Regions from separate parts of the Mus musculus genome. Here region 1 is linked to region 2. The links are chromatin contacts, called in public Micro-C maps. All regions are on one chromosome and are shown on one strand. The core of a region is the stretch at or near the end of the contact, and the rest is flanking DNA. Distances in the headings are between cores, read along the strand shown. Region 1 has its middle 52 kb from the start of St8sia2. Region 2 holds the start of St8sia2 (ST8 alpha-N-acetyl-neuraminide alpha-2,8-sialyltransferase 2).

Region 1 (3,250 bases), core at 219-2,718, 52 kb after region 2:
ATTTAAAATAATAATAATTTTATATTCATTGTATAAAGTTGATTTATGTTTTAATTTAAGCATATTGTATGATTTGACTATATCTGTACACTGTTGCCCTCTTCTGTAGGCCCCTTCCCCTCTCATGGGTCTTCCTTGTACACGAATATTCATAAAATGTAGGTCCTACTTATAAGAGAAAACCCGAGGTCCATTTTTCCTCATCCATCTTATTTAACTTAACTTCCTGGTCTTCACATCCATGTGTTTGCCTGCAAATGTCATAATCTCATTCCTCTTTAGGGCTGAAATTCCACTGTGTATACATACATCTGCTGATATACACCTGGGCTGGATCCGTAGCGTAGCTATCCTGAATAGTGCACAATAAACATGGATATGCAGGCATTTCTTAGCTGCCTTTGGGTGTATTTATAGGAGTGAGACAGTCAGCTCAAATAGTAGTTGTATTTTTATTTTTTTAATTTATTTATTTATATTTTTAAAGAAACTTCTTACCAATTTATCATGGCTGCATTAGTTTTCACTCCCACCAGCAGTGAATGAAAGCCCTATTTCCCCGGATCCTTAGCAGAATTTGTCTTACCTTTTGTTTTCAGTGATGGCCATTCTGACTGGAATGAGATTGGAATCCATGTGGTTGCAACTTGCATTTCCCCGAGGGCTGAGAATACTGAACATTTGTTTCTTGTATTTATTGGCCATTGGCACTTCATCTTTGAGAAGGGTCTGCTCATTTCATTTGCTTGTTTATTGATTGCGTGTTTTGTCTTTGATTTTTTTCTTTGAGTTGTTTATATAGCCTAGATATTAATCCCCTTGGAGATGCATAGCAGGCCACGATTTTCTCCCATTCTGGAAGCTGTCTCTTTGCCCAGCTAATTGTTTCCCTTGCCAGGCAGAAGCTTTTTAATTTCAGATCATTTCTCTTGTCAATTCTTACTATTATTTCCTGAGCTGCTGCAGCCCTTATGCCTAGACCTGAACGTGTATTTCTGTAGTTGCTTTCGGGGTACAGCTCTTCTTCAAAGCCAGCAGCGTTATTCCCTTAAAAGAATCAGAAAAATTACCAAGAAGCACTGTCCGCTTTGGGTGGGAACATCCTGCTTTCGTGGGTCTCTGAGAACACTGTTAACCGCTCCCACTCCTTCCTCGGGGAAAGGCTCCTCTCCGATCACCCTGGTGCTTTTCAGATGCGGGGCTTGTCACCATGAGTCTTCCTGGGCTGGACCTCTAGAGTTTCTGAGTTGGTCTGGCAGGAAGCCTGGGCTTCATGCTCCATCAAGTTCCCAGCTGTTGCTGATGTGTGGGCCTGGGAGTCACACTTCAAAAAAAAAATCTCAATTTTTTTTTAAGGTAGTCATGGCCAGAGGCATTTGTGGTATGCTGTCCTCCCACTTCCTGAACAGTGGTTCTTGACCTGAGTTGCATATTAATACCACCTGGGAGGCTTTTTAAGCTCCAGAAAGGGGTAGGTACAGCAAAGACCAAGCTAATTAGCCTCTCTGGGAAGGGTATTCACTCAGTCGCTGATGAGTGGAGAATTGCCCTTATGACTCAAACTTGCTCCCAGGACTGAGAAAACCCAGGCTATTCCTTTGTTCCCAGTGTTCTAGCTATTAATATGGCCTCCATTACACTGCTTTGCTAATGACTTACAGACTTCAGATTTTAGCCTAGATTTTGGTCTTCAGCTCCATCCTTTTGCATTCAACTATGTTAACATAGACATCTCTGGCTGAACCCATATCCTACCTCCTCCTCAGCATTCCCCATCACTGTGAAAGGCTCTTCTCTACCTATTTGCTCTAGTTACAAAGCTGACTTATATTTTACTCTAGCTCTGCATTAGTTTCTGTGGCTGCTGTAACTTTTTATATGATAGTAAATTAGTAGAAAGTTTGTTCTCACAGTCTCTGAGATCCGAGTCTGGAATCAAGATGCTGGTACAGCGGTTCTCCATCTGGGGACTGTTGTGAAGTAGGCTGTCTTTTCTAGCCTCAGCCAGCATTCCTTGGCTTGTGGTAACATCACTAGAATCTCTGCTCTATATTAATTTGTTTTCTTCATCAGTGTCCCTGCCTATTTTTTATGAAAGTGCTTGTGAGAGTATCTCAATATTGGAATATTACCCAGATACTCTGAGATAATCTGCCCTTATAAAGATCATTTGTATATGATATAAATAACATTTAAAGGTTCCAGCTTTAGGACTTGATACCATTGAGGACCATTATACATCCTACCATAAGATTCTCTATTCCTATTCACCATCTTCTTTTAATATGCAAACCATAGTTCCTAAGTATCTCTGGAGTCTTGTCTTCATTTCTGTGTTCAAATCCATATTCGAATCATTGTCTCCTGCCGGAACCCCTCAGTGTTAAAAGGACAATGCTGTAGACCAACTCAATTTAGTACTGTTTATTTGGGGAAAGCATAGCAAAAACAAAGATGATTTGTGAACTGGGCAGTTCCCAGAGCCATAGAAGGCTCTGAGAACTTCCAGCCAAGTGATCCTGCAGCCTTTATAGAAAAATGGAAATGAAGCGTGGAAAACAACTTAATTGTCCATAGCTTAGTCAGTTGACCAGTCAATCAGTTATGTACAGCTTAGCACATAAGCTTAGCTTAGCTTGAGCTGTTTGCAGTTTAGATAATTGTTGATGGAGCCCCCTGTAAGTGCTTTGATTGAACATTGGGTTCGTTTGATGGTCCTAGCCAGGTGACCTGTCCACGTCCACAGCCTCCCACAAGCAGTGACTCTTCAGCTGATGCCATTCTTCCTATGTCACTAATGCCTGCCTAATTCTTGTCAACTTGAAACAAACTGGAGTCACCTGGAAAGAGGGAACATTAATTGAGGAATTGCTTCAATCCAGCTGATTTGTATGTCTGTAGAACATTTTCTTTAACTTCTTTTCCTTCGTTCCTTCGTTCCTTCTTTCTTTCTTTCTTTCTTTCTTTCTTTCTTTCTTTCTTTCTTTCTTTCTTTGAGATTGTCTTCTTTTTTAAAAAACAAAAAATGTCTTTATTGATTCTTTTGAGTTTCACATCATAAACCCCATCCCACTCATTTACCCATCCCTTTGTATCCACCCTCCACCTTTGCACCTCTCCCCAAAAGAAAACAAACAAACAAACAAACAAACAAAAGCATCTTTTCATGGAAGCTGTAGTGTGTCACAGTGTATCACACAGTTTACTGTTTTGTCTTATGTCTCTGTCTTCATTTGCAATGTTCATTGCA
Region 2 (3,029 bases), core at 138-2,637:
TGGCTCCTCACTAATCCCACAGAGAATCAAATCCGCCTCCTGTGCTCTCAGGGACCTCACCCTTTTACTGAAGGCCACCTCAGAGCCTTGCTGCCTTCCTACATGTTCCACCACGGTTTGGAGGCTCCGGACATGGGTCGGGCTCCGCGTGCAGAAGACTGTAGGATCGGGAGCCAGCTTCAGCCCACGGGACACCCTGATTGATGAGCCCAGCTCAGTTAGACAGCTCATTCCAAGAAGTCCCGAACCAGGCACAGCTGGAGGTGTGGTCCCGCCTACCTCTGAAGAGATAGGGACAAGCTGAGATCGCGCGCTCCTGGGGACCCCGAAGCCCACCGGGCGGCGTTGGAGACTTTCCGACAACCTCCCCGGGTCTTGGCGCCGGCTGTGAGCGCTCAGCAACCTGGGGTTGCCTGGGGCCGTCGCAGGGTTGTCAGAGCACCCAAAGCCAGGGGAGAGCCCTGGTCTCCAGCACCGCGCGCCACACCTTTAGCGGTGCTACCCCCCACGCCCGGATCCTGGGCTGGCCGGCGGGAGGCGTGGGTGCGTACCGGTGTGTTCAGGGCACATTCCCCTTCCCAGGAGTCGGTACGGAGCCCTTCCCACTCATCTCCCGCCAGGGGATTCCCCTCCCCCAGCTCAGAGATCCCCCGCGCGCCCCCTGCCCACTTTGCCAAGGCGAGAAAACGGCCGAGCCGGAGACAAAGAAACTCCTGCCTGCCTCCACTCTCCGTCCTTCTACCCGCCCGAGACACTCCCCGGCGCCCTCCCTCGACCCCGGCGACACCGCGCGCGCACACGCCGGGGGAAGGGACTAGGGGACAGGGAGCAGGGTGGGTGAGTCCGCTTTCCCCACGCCGCGCGGCTACAGCTGCCCGTGCACCCCGCCCGGGGACGCCCCTCGGCAGCCGCGCCCCCATCATCCACTCCCTAAAGCGTCCCGGGCCCCTGACACTGCCACCCCCAGCCCAAACCGCCGGCACTATCCCTCCAGCTGAGCGACAGGGGGGCGCGGCGCACACAAAGCGGATGGGGAGTAAGGAGCCCAGGGGAAGAAGAGATCCCGCCGGGGATGGGGCACGGGCTCAGGGAGGCTATTTACCCGATTTCTTCTTCGATCTCTGAGATGTCTGCGAAGATGAGGAAGACCACGAGCAGCGTAAGCGCGGCCAGCATCCAGCTCCGGAACTGCAGCTGCATGGTGGGGTCGGTGCCCTCCGGGACCCGCGCGCGGGCCGGGGCGAGGAGCTGGGGCTGAAGGAGCCTCCGCGCTCCACGCGCAGCAGGGCACACACCCTGCGCTCCGGGCGAGTCCTGGCCGGCGGCGGCCAAGGCGACAGCAGCAGCAACAGACAAGGGTTGCTCTGGCGCGGCGAGCCCGCTCGCTCTCTCTCCGCTCCTGCCCGCCCCTCCCCTCCCCTCCCTCCTTCTCCCCCCCCCCTTTCCCCCCCGCCCCGCACTGGGCTCCAGGCGCAGTTTGACAGCTTTGCTCCGCGCCTTGCCTGGTCTCCTCCCACTAACTCTAGCGGCCACCCACCCGCCTTTGCTTTTCCTGCCCGAGAGGGCTCAGGGAGCTTGCCACTCCCGGCCTAGGAAGGCTGGGCTCCGGCCATCGAAAGCGACCCGGAGACTGAGCTGAGCCAGACAACTCGGAGCACCCGGGGCTGCTTGGCAAACGCCTAGCGTCGCTCGCTCTTTGTCCAGCGCCCTCGCTTCCTCTCAAAGTTTTCCCGACACAAAGACTAGCACCTTGGGGACGGTCTCCGGCGCGCTGCGAGGAGGCGGTATCCTCTGGGCTACGCTTCAGCAGTTGACGAATTGAAAGGGGAAGTGGAAGAGAGGAGGGGAGAAGAAATGGGCAAGAGGGGCCAACTTCACCAGCGATGTTCATGGCAATTGGTGGGCGAGGTGCTCAGCCTGCACAACACCACCTTCTCTATGGGCGGTCATCTCTGTCCATTTATAGACCCAAGCCCGGGAGCATGGAACTCTCGAGTTGTTTGAGGTCATGGCTAGAACCCAGGGATCCCCGTAGTACCTGCTCTACTTCCAAGAGCAGGCATAGTACCCACATTGTGGCTGGTACTGTACGTGCTTCATCCCCTTAGCTCGTGCTCTTTTCTGGTCTAATCAATAAACCCCTGGAGTCCTATCATGATCAAAAGGCCTTCTAGAAAAATACACTTCCCACAAAGGGAGATGCTCCTCCCCCCCACCCCATACCGAACGATTTCCCTGCTTCAGACCCTTTTAGCTCACTTTACCGTTACCTTTTGCCCTGCTGCGTCAAGAGGGAAGAACCCATTCATTAAGTTTTACTAGAACTAGATTACAACACACACACACACTGGATGTAACTTTTCAGAAGAAGCCAGATCGTCCTTTGGTTAGTGAAGGGTCCTAGAGGTTGCTTGTCAGAGGCGTTGAGAATGTCAATGCAGTGCCCTACTGTTTGGGAAGCACCTGTAGATAAACAGAGATGCCCAGTCGGTTGTCCTCCAGAACAACTCCAAGGAGGAGCTAGTAGTTCCCTTAGTGTAGTTCCCGTGTCTCTCCCAGGCCAAGGTGTGAAGGTCTAGGGAGCTCCCCACACTTCTTCATTGAGGAACAGGCTAAAGGGAGTGGTCTCTGCAGGAGGCCTGCTGGGTTTTGTTGCTGTTTTTATTTTTATTGTTGTTGTTGTTGGTGGTGGTACTGGTGGTAGTGGTGTGATTCAGGACAAGCTCTCACCTGCAGGGAGAGCCTCTATGCCCTGCCTGCTGACAGGATACGGAAACAGCGTGGTAAGGTGGGGGACAAGTTCTTCAGGGGTCTCCTCTGAGTGCCAGCAGCAGTTGTCTTTTTCCCAGAGGAGGGATGCGCCCCTTCCAGGGTGTTTCATTGCTTCCCCCCCCCCACCCTTGCACATCAGTTCCTTCCCTTTCAAGGAGTACCCAAGAGTAGCACACTTTCCCCCTTGGGGGTGACTTTCAGAGGCTGAGCACCTTGTTGAAAGTCACTCTTTCTTTTCAGTACAAGTAGGGAGATGT

The links. Hi-C and Micro-C count contacts between places; a contact is called where the count stands out from the background.
Region 1: a contact with region 2 is called in a Micro-C map of muscle stem cells, with 4 times the contacts expected there. The contact joins the enhancer-like site here to the promoter of St8sia2 in region 2. A contact is called at or near these places in 6 of 484 Hi-C or Micro-C datasets (cortical neurons, muscle stem cells, myocytes and 1 more) and 1 of 9 other capture datasets (pancreatic islet).

Annotation. Positions count from the first base shown.
Region 1 is chr7:74,064,308-74,067,557 of GRCm38.p6, forward strand. No RefSeq gene overlaps it. Among named protein-coding and RNA genes, the nearest start is that of St8sia2, 52 kb to the left of the region's middle. Within about 2 kb of position 1,469, at least 26 of the 459 cell types and tissues checked have an H3K27ac peak or open chromatin away from gene starts, as enhancers often do. A contact at or near this core is called in muscle stem cells, where this site is marked.
Region 2 is chr7:74,012,295-74,015,323 of GRCm38.p6, forward strand. It overlaps St8sia2 (ST8 alpha-N-acetyl-neuraminide alpha-2,8-sialyltransferase 2), which reads right to left and starts at 1,388. Exons shown (of 6, transcript NM_009181.2): 1 at 1,103-1,388. The coding sequence starts at 1,200.